3 separate regions of the Mus musculus genome follow, and regions 2 and 3 are each linked to region 1. Evidence: chromatin contacts called from public HiChIP or PLAC-seq and promoter capture Hi-C data. All regions are on one chromosome and are shown on one strand. Each heading gives the region's core, a stretch centred on a gene start, on an enhancer-like site or on the middle of the called end of the contact. The rest is flanking DNA. Distances are from core to core; before and after follow the strand shown. Region 1 holds the start of Slc17a9 (solute carrier family 17, member 9). Region 2 holds the start of Fndc11 (fibronectin type III domain containing 11). Region 3 holds the start of Rbbp8nl (RBBP8 N-terminal like).

Region 1 (3,815 bases), core at 949-3,448:
ACCTGCAGTGCCTGGAAGTCAGTCTCTAAATGGCTCTGACTTCCCCCTTCCTATAAACACATCTCACCCATGTGCATGCATACACAGGAATTATCCTTCTTGTAGGTCAGATGCCTGACAACCCCTCCAGCATGGTTCTCAAAAGTAAAACAGGCTATCCTGTCACCCAGAACTCTGGTATAGCAAGTGAGGGATACTGCTGGCTGAGGGTGACAGTGTTTCTCAGCATTTGGGGTGTTTACAAGGTTCAGCTGATGGTACCAGCATCCAAAAAAAAGAATGAACTGTTCCAGAGCCCCAGGGATTGTTTTGTGAATAAAACTGGCCATACAGGAGCATCTTCGGTCATCGTGAGGTCCACTCTATGGCTTCCTGTGGACTCAGACATGGCTACTTGAACTTTTTCTCTACAGTGTACACATTTGGCTTAGAAGGTGGATGCAAATGATGTTCAGTACAGAAATCTCTCTTCTTTTCAGGCAGGGTCTTACTGTGTAGCCCAGTCTGGCCCTAACTGCTACAGACATCCAACACTACAATCTGGGCTCCTCAAGTCTCACTTCTCACAGTTGCTCGTCAGTAACAGTGGAGTAAAATCTAGTTATTCAGTTTGAGCAGTCAAGATGACTATAAGCAAGTGAGTCAGTCAGCACAAGAAAGTGGCCCCCCTGCCAGACGTTGACTCTGTAATGTTTCCATATCAAATTTCCCATCTTGAAGTGCAAGGATGGTTTTGTCAGTTGGGTGTGGGGCAGCTCACAAGTATCAACTAGAAGCCTAGAGAATGTCTACCCCAGCTACTGCCAACAGCTTGTGATGGTCACCTCCCAACCATATGTGATCCTCTTTCAGGCAACTGTGGCTGTGCCCATCCCTTCTGCTTTAGTGACTGGGAGCCTGGGGAGGAATGCCCCCCCCAAACCCCTGACCTCAGCCTTCTCAACTCTGGCAGTGTAGCACCTCTCCACCTGCTGTGAGTCTCTGGCCTGAGATGTATACCCAACACCTTGTGTGGTATGCTCCTGCTGACCTCAAGTGTCTTGCAGGTTCCTCCACCCAGCCTACTTAAGGTCACATCCCTTCTCTACGTTTGTCCACCTGCTCCCAGAAACGCTGAAGGTTTCCTGCTGTGTGATTCTGGATCTTTCCTAGTTTCTGAAGAGCTGCACATTATAGTGATTGTCAGTACCATATACTTAAGGGCAGTCCCTGGGTCACTAGGGAAGCAAGCCTTTCTCTGCCGTCATCTTTGTGTCCTACAGGATAGCTGATGTGGATGGAAGACTGACCTGGCTTTTAGGTCCAGATTGTTTTTTTTCCAGAACTGGGGATTGAGTTCAGAACCTTGCACACGTTGAACACACGCTTAACAACTGAGCTATACCCTAGCTTCAGGTTCTAATATTTTAGTACAAGTGTGTATGACCATAAATAAAGACCTGTTGTCTGCTGGGCAGTTGAAGGCTCAGAGGGCATTCTCTGGAGGGTGGAAACTGTTGAGATTCTAAGTGCAGTGTGAAGCCTTTAGTGGGTGTGTCCCAGTTGGCCTGCAGCTGTGTGGGGGAGGCATTTGTTTAGAATAATTGGGAATACAGGAGGAATGAGGCAGGCAGTACCTCAAGGAGCCTCAGAAGCCTTCCATGAAGTGTGGCTGAGATCCAACTAGAGCCTAGTCTGTGGTCAGTGCTCAGAACACTTTTGCCCAGGATTTCAACATCAGTGACCACCTTCGCTGCCCTTTGCACCTGTGTTACAGTTCTCTTACCAACCCAGTTCTCCAAGAGATCCATTTTAAAAAATTGACTGCCTTAAAGTTATCTTTACATATTTACTAGACTAGAACACAACCCTGTGAGCACTCTGTCACTCCCCTCCACCCACCCACGGAGCGGGGGAGGGGGTAGAACCAACGGAGACTCATACACACTGCTCACCTGCTCACTTTCCTGACAAGAAAGTTATTTCTGGCGGGTCTCGGGCCACAAAACCCCCAGGGATTTCTCTTCCCCAGCAGGAAGTCCCAGTGGTAAGCCTCTAGTTGCTCGAAGGTCCCTGGCCCTGCCTCCCGGGACATCAGTGGGGCGGGGACTCAATTCCGGGGGCAACACGTCCTGGGAGAGTTAGACGGAAGCACTGGGACTGACACGTGGACTTGGGCGGTGCTGCCCTGTGGGTTGTCCTAGGTCTGAGGTGGGAGGGCACGGTACACAGCGGTGCCCATGCCATCCCAGCGCTCTAGCCTGATGCAGCCAATCCCAGAGGAGACCCGCAAGACCCCTTCTGCGGCAGCAGAGGATACACGGTGGTCCAGGTGAATTGGGGTGTGGCTGAAGTCGGGGCAAGGAGGACTTTTACGTTTAGAAAGGGAGCTGAGGTGCTACTTCATAGGACCTGAGTTCAGGGAACACCAGACTCTAGCGGCTGTCTACCAGCCATTCTGCAGCCTGCCACCTTCACTCTCCCTGGGACTCCCATGCCCCTCGCTGAGCAGCCCTAGCCCCCAAGTAGAGGGAGGACCCAGTAAAGAGACACCCCACTCCCATCTCCAATCAAATGCCAAAATCAGGCAAATGGCTCCATTGCCCTTTTCCCTGACAGTAATTCTGTGGTCTGGGAGGCAGGGTAGTGTCTGTAAGGCTTGGTGGGAGCACTGGGCTGGACAGATGCTCACAGCATAGGGATCTATGCAGCAGCTCTTAAGTCATAGAGGCAGGTCCTGACTTCACGAGTCTTCTAAACTAGGGAGGAAAACAGCCGTTACCCATCTTCATTCATATTCCGTTCCCGCTGTTTCCAGCACTCTCCAGGCAAACATCCCCACAGAAACCAGGGGCAAAGGTGGCATCTGGCTATGGGACCACTGTGAGGGTTCAAATGGGGGCCTAAAAGAGCTCACACCCTGCTCTGGTTCCTGCAGTCCTCACGTGGAGGTGCTAGACTCAGGATCAAGCCTTGGTACCTCCCAGTCACCTGGGGCAAGAGCCCTGGATCTACTGGCAGGAAGTGTAAAGAGGACCTTAAGATAGTACCATCACTGAACCTAGACCAGATGAGGGCACAGCAGGTCACAGGGAGGCACAGAACCAGATCATAGCGCCCCCCCCCCCGCCACCCTCCCCCACCGCCAGTGACAGTTACAGTAGTGTCAGACTCTGCTAGAGGAGGCACACTATGTGCCTGCCCTCACTAGCTCTCCTTCCCTCTCTGGCTTAACACCTCCCTCCCTACCCCATGTTTATCCCAAGGCCTATGCTTCACCTGGCCCCTGGAGGCACCACCCAGGGCTTTCTTAGAACTATGAAATGTTCTGCCAATTTTGCTGTAGGTTACAATTTAATGGCTCTGCCTGTCCCCCCCTCCCCAACCTGTCACCCCACCCTCACTCCCATCTTTACACTTTCTCCTGTGTAGTGCCTCCAGTTGCCTTTGTCAGAAATGGTAGCTGAGAATTCTGGGGAATTTTGCAGGGTCAAGGCCATTCTCAACCCATACTGGAGTAATAGTAACAGCAATAAGTGTTACTAGAAACAGGACCCTGAGTTCAGGGAACACCAGACTTTAGGGGCCCACCACTCACCACCACGTGTTGGGGAGGCAGTGTTCTCCTCAACAAATCTCAGAATGTGGGGTGGTTGGTGGAGGCTGAGTTAAGTAGCCAGCACATTTCCCTTCTGAACGAAGGGCCACGTGATCACCTATTTGCTCAGCCCCGGATACTCTGCGCAGCCATCTAACAGGAAGCCAGAGCTGCACAAGTCTGTGAGGAAGTGTGATTGCTGAGACCTCCAGCCTGAGCTCTGGCTCTGGGTGGGCAA
Region 2 (3,815 bases), core at 386-2,885, 490 kb after region 1:
AAGAATTAAAAAGAAAGAAATAGGGCTGGAGAGATGGCTTAGCGGTTAAGAGCACTGACTGCTCTTCCAGAGGTCATGAGTTCAATTCCCAGCAACCATGGTGGCTCACAACCATCTGTAATGAAATGTAATGCCCTTTCCTGTGTGTCTGAAGAGAGCAACCATGTACTCACATAAAATAAATGTATCAATCTTGAAAGAAAGAAAGAAAGAAAGAAAGAAAGAAAGAAAGAAAGAAAGAAAGGAAGGAAGAAAGAAAGAAAGAAAGAAAGAGAAAGAAAAATAAAAACCATCCCTAACTCCAGTTCCAGGGGATCCAATGTCCTCTTCCTACCTCTGTGGGTACCAGCCTTCTGTGGGAACCAGGCATGCAGGTAAAATGCTCATATACATAAAAATCAATCTAAAAAATTAAAAATTTTAAAACTAGGACTGGGAAAAAAAAAAAAAAAGACCGATCAAGTGGAGCAGAGCAGCTTTCACAGACCCAGAGCAAGCCCAACCCCTAAGAACAGGGTAGTGAGCCTCACCCATCTCCTTCCTGAGGAAGAGCTGGGCGCTGGTATTCTTCCTGCTGCTTTTTATTCTCTTCTACTCCCCAGGGGCCAGTTTCCCTCCTGGACCTTCAGATGGCATCCCTTTCTCCCTCAAACTGGCCACCATGACTAACTAGCCTAGATGAGCACAGAGCCAGCACCCATCGCTTCTCCCTCCTCCCCCTCCCCCTCTGGGGCCTCTGAGGTCTGTAGCCAATATAGGTTGACAGATAGGAAAACTATTCCCCAGCACCGTCAGATGCCATCAGGAGGGCTGGGAGCTCTAGCTATAATTCAAGTTGGTAGCAAACTTGAGTTACAACCAGGTAACTCAGTCCAGACAAACCCAATCTAGAAGGACTGACCGAGTGGAAAAGAGTCAGCAGCTTTCAGGTGGCTGAGACCCTGAGACCCTTGCTAGGAGTAACCCCAAGCTAGCTCATAAAGAGGAAGGACCTGGGTGTTAAATCTAGGGGTCCAAAGCCCAGTTTGGAGTATGAGACTGCAACTTGGGGATTCCTTTGAGGATTCCTAGAGCTATGGACTCCGTTTATTCAGACTGGAGGGGACAGGGCATGAGTTTCTGGAGGCCTGGGAAAACCAGACCCCTTCACCTTGCTGACTGCTTGCTAAGGAGATCCTAGCCATCTGCTGCTATATCACTTCCTTTCTCATCGTCTTTGAGACCCATAGGCGGCTGCTTGGCTTGGAATGTCAAACAGGTGGCCCTTCCCTGCACTCCACTGGCATCTGCTGGCTTCTTGAGTCCCAGCAGCCAGCTCTGTCCCACTCAAAGACACCAGTTTCCTGCGTTGCATAGAATCCCATTGCAAGCCAAGCTGCTGACCCAGCCACCGCAGGCTCCTGGACTGCTGCGAAACACGATGCCGAGGAACAATTCCACTAGCCCGTGGCGCGGGCTGAAGTTGAGTTTGTTTCGAGTCCGTGAGGCCCTGGACATAAATCGCTGCTGCCGTATATCAAAATTTAGCCTTCAAATCAAGAGCTCCTTACACCTGGGCCGGATGTGCACAGCGTCACAAGGGCCAGTGGTTCCCATGGCAACAAGTAGGCCTTTGGCAGGGGGAGCGGATCTGGCAGTGCACCCTGCAGCTCTGGCTGGGCTCCGCACAGGAAGCGGGCGGCCAGGCACTTGCAGAGCGGGGCTGGGGCTCACGGAGGTGATCCGGAAGAGGAGTGGTAGGTAGAGGAGTTTAGGAGGTGTGCCCAGAAGCTCGGGGTGGGTAGTCTCCACGGAGGGGGAGGGGTGATAGAATAGCTTAGATGGGGAAGTAGTTATGGAGACTTCCATTGAGCTTTCTAGCGGCCATGAACTGTTGACTCAGGGTCTTGGGGCCCTGATCTCAGCTAGCATTCAGCCAGGAACCATTCTCTGCTGTCTCAGATGCCTGTTCTAACCCCCCCCACCCCCCACCCCCGGCACGCACCACCATTCACACAAATCACTTTGAATTAGTCTTTGGGACATGATCAATCTTACTATCCAGCTGTGTGGTTTTGAGGTAGTCATCCAGTCTCTTAGCTCTGTTTCTTGCTCATCCAAGCCCAGTTTCCACAAACTGAGATTTCCAAGTGAAGCCACTGGCCCAGTGCCAGGGACAGCTAGCAGGAGGTTGGTACCTTCTCCAGGGATCTCTGGCTACTGGGCTTTGTGGCACACCAGCCTCTCCACAGACAACCAGATTTGGGGGAAAGGTATGGGGACAAGGAGAGGAGGGCTGACTCTGGAGTCAACAGTTCCAGCTTTGGGATAAACTGGGTACAGGAGCATACACCCCTGGAGTCCCAAGACTGCTTGAGCACAGGAGTTGGAGGGCAGCCTGAACAACAGACTGAGATGTTCTGTCAAAATCAAAAGTGACCATGAAGGAAGACCAACCTAACAAGCTTTAGCGTTAGACTCCCCCCAACCCCCATCTGTGAGATGGTGGGAGAGGATCTACCCTGTTCTTAGCCACACAAGGTCCCCCCCCCCCCCTTTATGTGAGGATGATGTAGAGTCTTGTCTTTGGTTAGCCTGGTCCCTGAGCATTGCACCCCTGCAGTGTACCTGGTCTCTGGAGAGTACTGGGAAGCATGGGGAATCACCCTAAGCTTGGGCACAGACCTGTGTTAGGTGAGGAACCTGAGACTTATGATCTGTCTCAAAACTAATCAACATCCCAGAGCTTCTCCCCAGGCTACTCTGGTCCCTGTAGCCCACTCTGTCTGATAAGCCCCATTAGCTCATCGCCACAAAATACTATTGGCCCCTTGATAGAAGTTTCCCGTTTATCATCTGCTTTTGCCCAGTACCCAGCCCACTATTCTGTCCCCTCCAGGGGTCTCTGATCAGAAAGCTGTGTCCCAGGGGAGAGCAAAAGCCATTATGGGGCAGAGGCTGATGAGGGGCAGAGCCAATCTGACGGTCACAGCTGATGCCTAGTTCTTACCCTCAGCTCCCAGACAATGAACTTCCAGGTGACAGGCCTGGCCCTGGACAAAATGAAGCTGGACAGTCCACATTCCTTCCTGGACGCAGAGGAGGTGGAGGAGGCAGAGGACCAGCAGCTGCTGGAGCCAGAGGCTTGGAGGACATACATGGAGCGCCGCAACGTGCTGCGTGAGTTCCTGACCACAGACCTGAGCCCCCAGTTGCTCAAGCGCCACCATGCCCGCATGCAGCTGCTCAAGAAGTGCTCCTACTACATTGAGATTCTCCCTAAGCACCTGGCCCTGGGTGACCAGAACCCGCTGGTGCTACCTAACACCATGTTCCAGCTCATTGATCCCTGGAAGTTCCAGCGCATGAAGAAGGTGGGCACAGCACAGACCAAGATCCAGCTCCTCCTGCTTGGGGACCTGCTGGAGCAGCTGGACCATGGCCGGGCAGCACTGGATGCCCTACTTGAGGCCCCTGACCCACGGCCCTTCCTGGCAGGCTGGGGGCTTGTGGAACAGCAGTTGGCAGACCTATCAGTTGTCATGGACAACTTCCTGGCCATGATGGTACCAGGACACCTGCATGTCAAGCACCGCCTGGTATCTGACATTGGAGCCACCAAAATCCCACACATCCGGCTTATGCTGAGCACGAAGATGCCAGTTATGTTCGACCGGAAGGAGTCAGTGGCGCATCAGGACTGGGTCAGCCTGCGCTGGTTTGTAACCATCCAGCCGGCAGCACCAGAGCAGTATGAACTGCGCTTCAAGCTGTTGGAGCCCAGGACACAACAGGAGTGTACACAGTGTGGCATAGTCCCTGTGGCTGCCTGCACC
Region 3 (3,815 bases), core at 631-3,130, 440 kb before region 1:
GTCAGAGGAGGCCAATGACAGCCACCCTGTCTGATTGTCCTTAATGCCTAGCCCCCTGTCTTTTATCAGGCCCTCAAGGGACGAGGACTCTCAGCAGACCTGGTTTTGTGTCTTTAAGGATGGTCTGATGGTCTGGTCTATTCATCTAGACCAGATGTGGCCTACGTAGCCACAAAAGTCAGCATTGACCACAGCGGTGGTAACAGCAGCAGTTGCTGTTGCACATTGTACCTCTGTACCTATATTTCACTAGGGATTTTCTGGCTCAGGCAAGCTAACATCGTCCCAGCGTTTAGCCAAGGAAGCCAAGCTGTTACTTGGCCTACCTTGGCAGGGCCAAGCAACACCACCAGAACGTGGTTGGAGCCCATTTGACCTTGGAGGATGTACTGAGCATCTCATGCTATGGAATCAGCCTGCAGGCATGGGGCAGACCAGAGGCAAGAAGGCAGAAGCTGGATTTGAACCAACCAGAGTCTAGCTGGTCCATCTCATCTCATTCTCTGTGTGGGATGCTGCTGTGACGGACAAAGCATCCCACAGTGGTTTCAGACAAGCTACTTGTCTGGTTGTGCCTTGGTTTTCCCATTCATAAATCTGGTAGTGGTGACTGGGGAGGCAGAAGGAGCCTGGTATGTAGCGGGAGCTTCCATGTGTGCTCCAGAGAGGGCTGGGCAGGGAACACAGTGCTTCTAACCCATGTGTTCCCACATCTCATCATGGTCACCCATAGAAGCTCCTATTTGATAGAGACTTGAGATCAGAAATGTTATATATCTACAATCACCAGCTCACACGAGATATGGCCTAGACACAAAAAGACCTCCTAGCAACCGCTTTGGTCAGTCGGGTGGTGGGCTTTATCGAGAGACGCTTTCTTGGTGGCTTTGGATCTCTCTGATACATAGGCCCCGATAGACAGGCAGCCACCACAGACAGAACAACGCTTTCAGTTTGAGAAACCCACATCTGAGTCCATGCCCAAAGTAAACGCCTTTGCACAAGTTCAGCCCATCCCCCCGCCACGCACACCCCTTGCACGGGGTTAAGGATGGCTGTGTACACACAGGCAGGTGGGCACGAACATTTGCACGCCCCATGCTTGTGCGCACACTGCCTACCAGGGCACAAGTAAAAAAATAAGGCAGCTTAGGTAACAGGTCAGGTAACAGAGGGCCCTGCAACCTGACTCCCGCCTTCCAGGCCTGGGGGCGGGGGACGGAATAGGCTAGTGATTGATCTTACTGTCTCCCAATGCCTGCTGAAGTACTTAGAGCCACTGCCTCAATCTTAGGGCCTGACAATGTCCCCAGGCATGCTCTGAGCTATGGGTGGCTGGACCTGGCTTTGTGCTCCTTTCTTTTCCGTGGCTGCAAAGTCTCTGGACCCACAAGGAAGGGGACAGTGAGTGATCCAAGACACAGTGCTGGCCACCAGCCTATTTCTAGGTCCTGGAACCCCTTGCAGAGATGGGGGCCACAGTGTCATACCTGGCTTTGCTTTTGCTGCACCCAAATTGCTGCCCAGGAAATCCTTGAGTCTTCCTCCTCCTTGCTTGGTCCCCAGGACCAGGCATCAGGTAGTCCTCCATACCACACACAGTGAAGGCAGGCCAGCCTGCCTGTCCCTGCCTCCCGCCTCCCAGGCTTTCTGCTTCCTGTCTCCGGCCTCCTGCTATGAAGCCTGAGCTGGGTCTCTAGCCCCCTTGGTGAGCACCCCAACGACTCCAGTCCACCCGGCTCCTGGAAGGGCCCTGTCTGCTGTAATCGTGTACTCACATGGCCACTTGGCCAGCCTTGGACCTCCAGGGGCCTCGGTCCTCAGTGATCCCCACCCGGGAGAGATAGGAGCGAGCAGTATGAACTTGCAAGACAGAATTTTGACCAAACCCGCCTGACAGGTTTCCGATTCTCCCAGCCGGGAGCTGCAAGGAGGCAGGGACTGACTAAAGCCGCCAGACTGGTCTGGCCATCTCTGGGAGAGTGGAAGAACCGGCTGGCCATGTGCATAGAGCTGAATTGTTTCTCCCTAATCCGAGCCGCCTGGGTGCCTCAGCTTGACCATCTCCGCAGCATCCTGTGTGACTCTGGACAGGAGTACTGGCCAGCCCAGAGCACAGGCAGGCTGTGTGGGCCTTTATGAAGGAAGGGGAGATGCTGTTGGCCTTGCCACTCGGGAGTCAGATGTTTAGAGGACCCTTATGCTATCTACATCCAGCTTGCCTTGGGTTGACCTTGAGCAGGTGAAGTTTTCCTGTCTAACCTTTATATTTTTAGTCTGCGGCCAGAATGACATTGGATAGATAGAGTTCAATAGTCCTGACTTTGTGGATTAAACAAACAAAACAAAACAAAACAAAACAAAACAAAACAAAACAAAACAAAACACCCAGGGTGTGAGCCTCTGGAGACTACTATTTAGAGACATCACTGGGTCTGGGGCTCTGCAGTACCCATTGTGGCCTTCCTGAGACAGACAGCTGGCTTCTGCTCATTGGTAGAGGTGGTTAGGGGCTAAGCCTCAGGTTGTGGGTATCACAGTGGATGGGCATCTCTGGATTTCAGGATGACCCTGATGAGTAGAACCATGGCGTGACACATAGGGCAGGGGCTGGCTTGGACAGTGACATTGTGGCTGCACTCCTGCAGGAAACAGAGTCCTCTGAGGCTATGGATGCCCTGCCCCCTTCTCTCTCTCGCTCACGTGCCTTTCAACATCTCTTACTCCAGCTTGCCTGACTCTGCCCAGAAGCAAGCAGGCTCCCTCGCTCACACACGGAGCCACAGAAGGTAGGTAATGAGGGTCTGTAGAGCAACCACGTTGACTAGGAGAGGAGGAAGTCTTGGGTCTTGAAGGATAGAAGACTTCCTGCTGCTGGCAGCTGGCCCTGAGCTTAGGGTGAGAATGGATGGTCTTAGGTAAGGATGACTGTCTAGGCTCCAGGAAGAGGAAGATTTTAGGCTATAGAGCACTAGAGACACATTGCATATTCTTTACCTTCTGTCTGGACCTTTGTGAGAGGTGTCTGCCTGCTCAGCACGTGTGTATCTGTTCGTTGCATGGGCTCCACAGGAGGGAGAGGGCATGTTCCCTGTGGGCTCAGCCTGAGAGAAAGGGGACTTGTGTGCAAGTAGACAGAGGCTTTGCCTGTTTTTGGCTAATGTCTGAAGTGCACCCCCCCCTCCCCCAATATGTTGACTTCTTAACACCGAGGCTGTAGTACTTGGGGACTTGGGTGGCAATCGGGACATAAAGGACAGAGCCCCATGAATAGCACCAGTGCTCTTACAGAGAGCAGAGAGCTCTGCCCCACTTTGCCAGGTGACACAGACAGAAGGTTGTCATCAGATCTGCTTTTGGACTTTCTTCATCCAAGACCACGAGAGGTATACCTTTGTCTTCTGTCGGCCCTAGCCTAAGACATTGTGCAGCAGCCCCTGGCTCAGCCAGGTCTGGTGCACAAGTCTTGGCATTTGAAAGCAGCTGGCTGTAGTTCCTCAGCTCGTGACTGTTCGATAGGTGCTATGTTGTGCTATGTGTATGGACTTTTTCTGATGTGTGTGGCAGGGTCTACAGGCTAGAGGCTTTGTGTATCTGTCTAGGGGACTGTACATACATTCCTGGGGGCTGTGCGTGCATGCCTAGAGGTTGAATGTGCATGTCTAGAGGCTGTGTATGCATGCCTTGGGACTGTGTGTGCGCATGCCTGGGGATGTGTGTACATGCCCTGGTGTGTGTACACAGGTCTGGTGAATTCTCTGTGGGGAGGAAAAGCCACATGCTTCATGCCAGCAGTGTAGGCTTATCTCTCGACC

Evidence for each region. Promoter capture Hi-C pulls out the DNA fragments that hold promoters and counts their contacts. HiChIP or PLAC-seq counts read pairs in DNA pulled down with a chosen protein or histone mark.
Region 2: a FOXA1 HiChIP or PLAC-seq map of pancreatic cancer cells shows a contact between it and region 1. The contact joins the promoter of Fndc11 here to the promoter of Slc17a9 in region 1. A contact is called at or near these places in 2 of 115 datasets of contacts at active chromatin or transcription factors (bone marrow-derived macrophages and pancreatic cancer cells) and 1 of 9 other capture datasets (adipose tissue).
Region 3: a promoter capture Hi-C map of embryonic stem cells shows a contact between it and region 1, with 2.2 times the contacts expected there. The contact joins the promoter of Rbbp8nl here to the promoter of Slc17a9 in region 1. A contact is called at or near these places in 3 of 39 promoter capture datasets (embryonic stem cells, hippocampal neurons and maxillary cranial neural crest), 2 of 484 Hi-C or Micro-C datasets (the G1E-ER4 cell line and embryonic stem cells), 1 of 115 datasets of contacts at active chromatin or transcription factors (large pre-B cells) and 2 of 9 other capture datasets (adipose tissue and pancreatic islet).

The regions. Positions count from the first base shown.
Region 1 is chr2:180,723,141-180,726,955 of GRCm38.p6, forward strand. It overlaps Slc17a9 (solute carrier family 17, member 9), which reads left to right and starts at 2,199. Exons shown (of 13, transcript NM_183161.3): 1 at 2,199-2,311. The coding sequence starts at 2,220. Gm30455 (a long non-coding RNA gene) reads right to left here. Exons shown (of 2, transcript XR_003953988.1): 1 at 3,578-3,815; 2 at 1-2,738.
Region 2 is chr2:181,218,399-181,222,213 of GRCm38.p6, forward strand. Fndc11 (fibronectin type III domain containing 11) reads left to right here and starts at 1,636. Exons shown (of 2, transcript NM_001379472.1): 1 at 1,636-1,736; 2 at 2,996-3,815. The coding sequence starts at 3,006.
Region 3 is chr2:180,287,999-180,291,813 of GRCm38.p6, forward strand. Rbbp8nl (RBBP8 N-terminal like) reads right to left here and starts at 1,881. Exons shown (of 13, transcript NM_173031.3): 1 at 1,779-1,881. It overlaps Gm29943 (a long non-coding RNA gene), which reads left to right and starts at 2,697. Exons shown (of 3, transcript XR_867153.1): 1 at 2,697-2,789.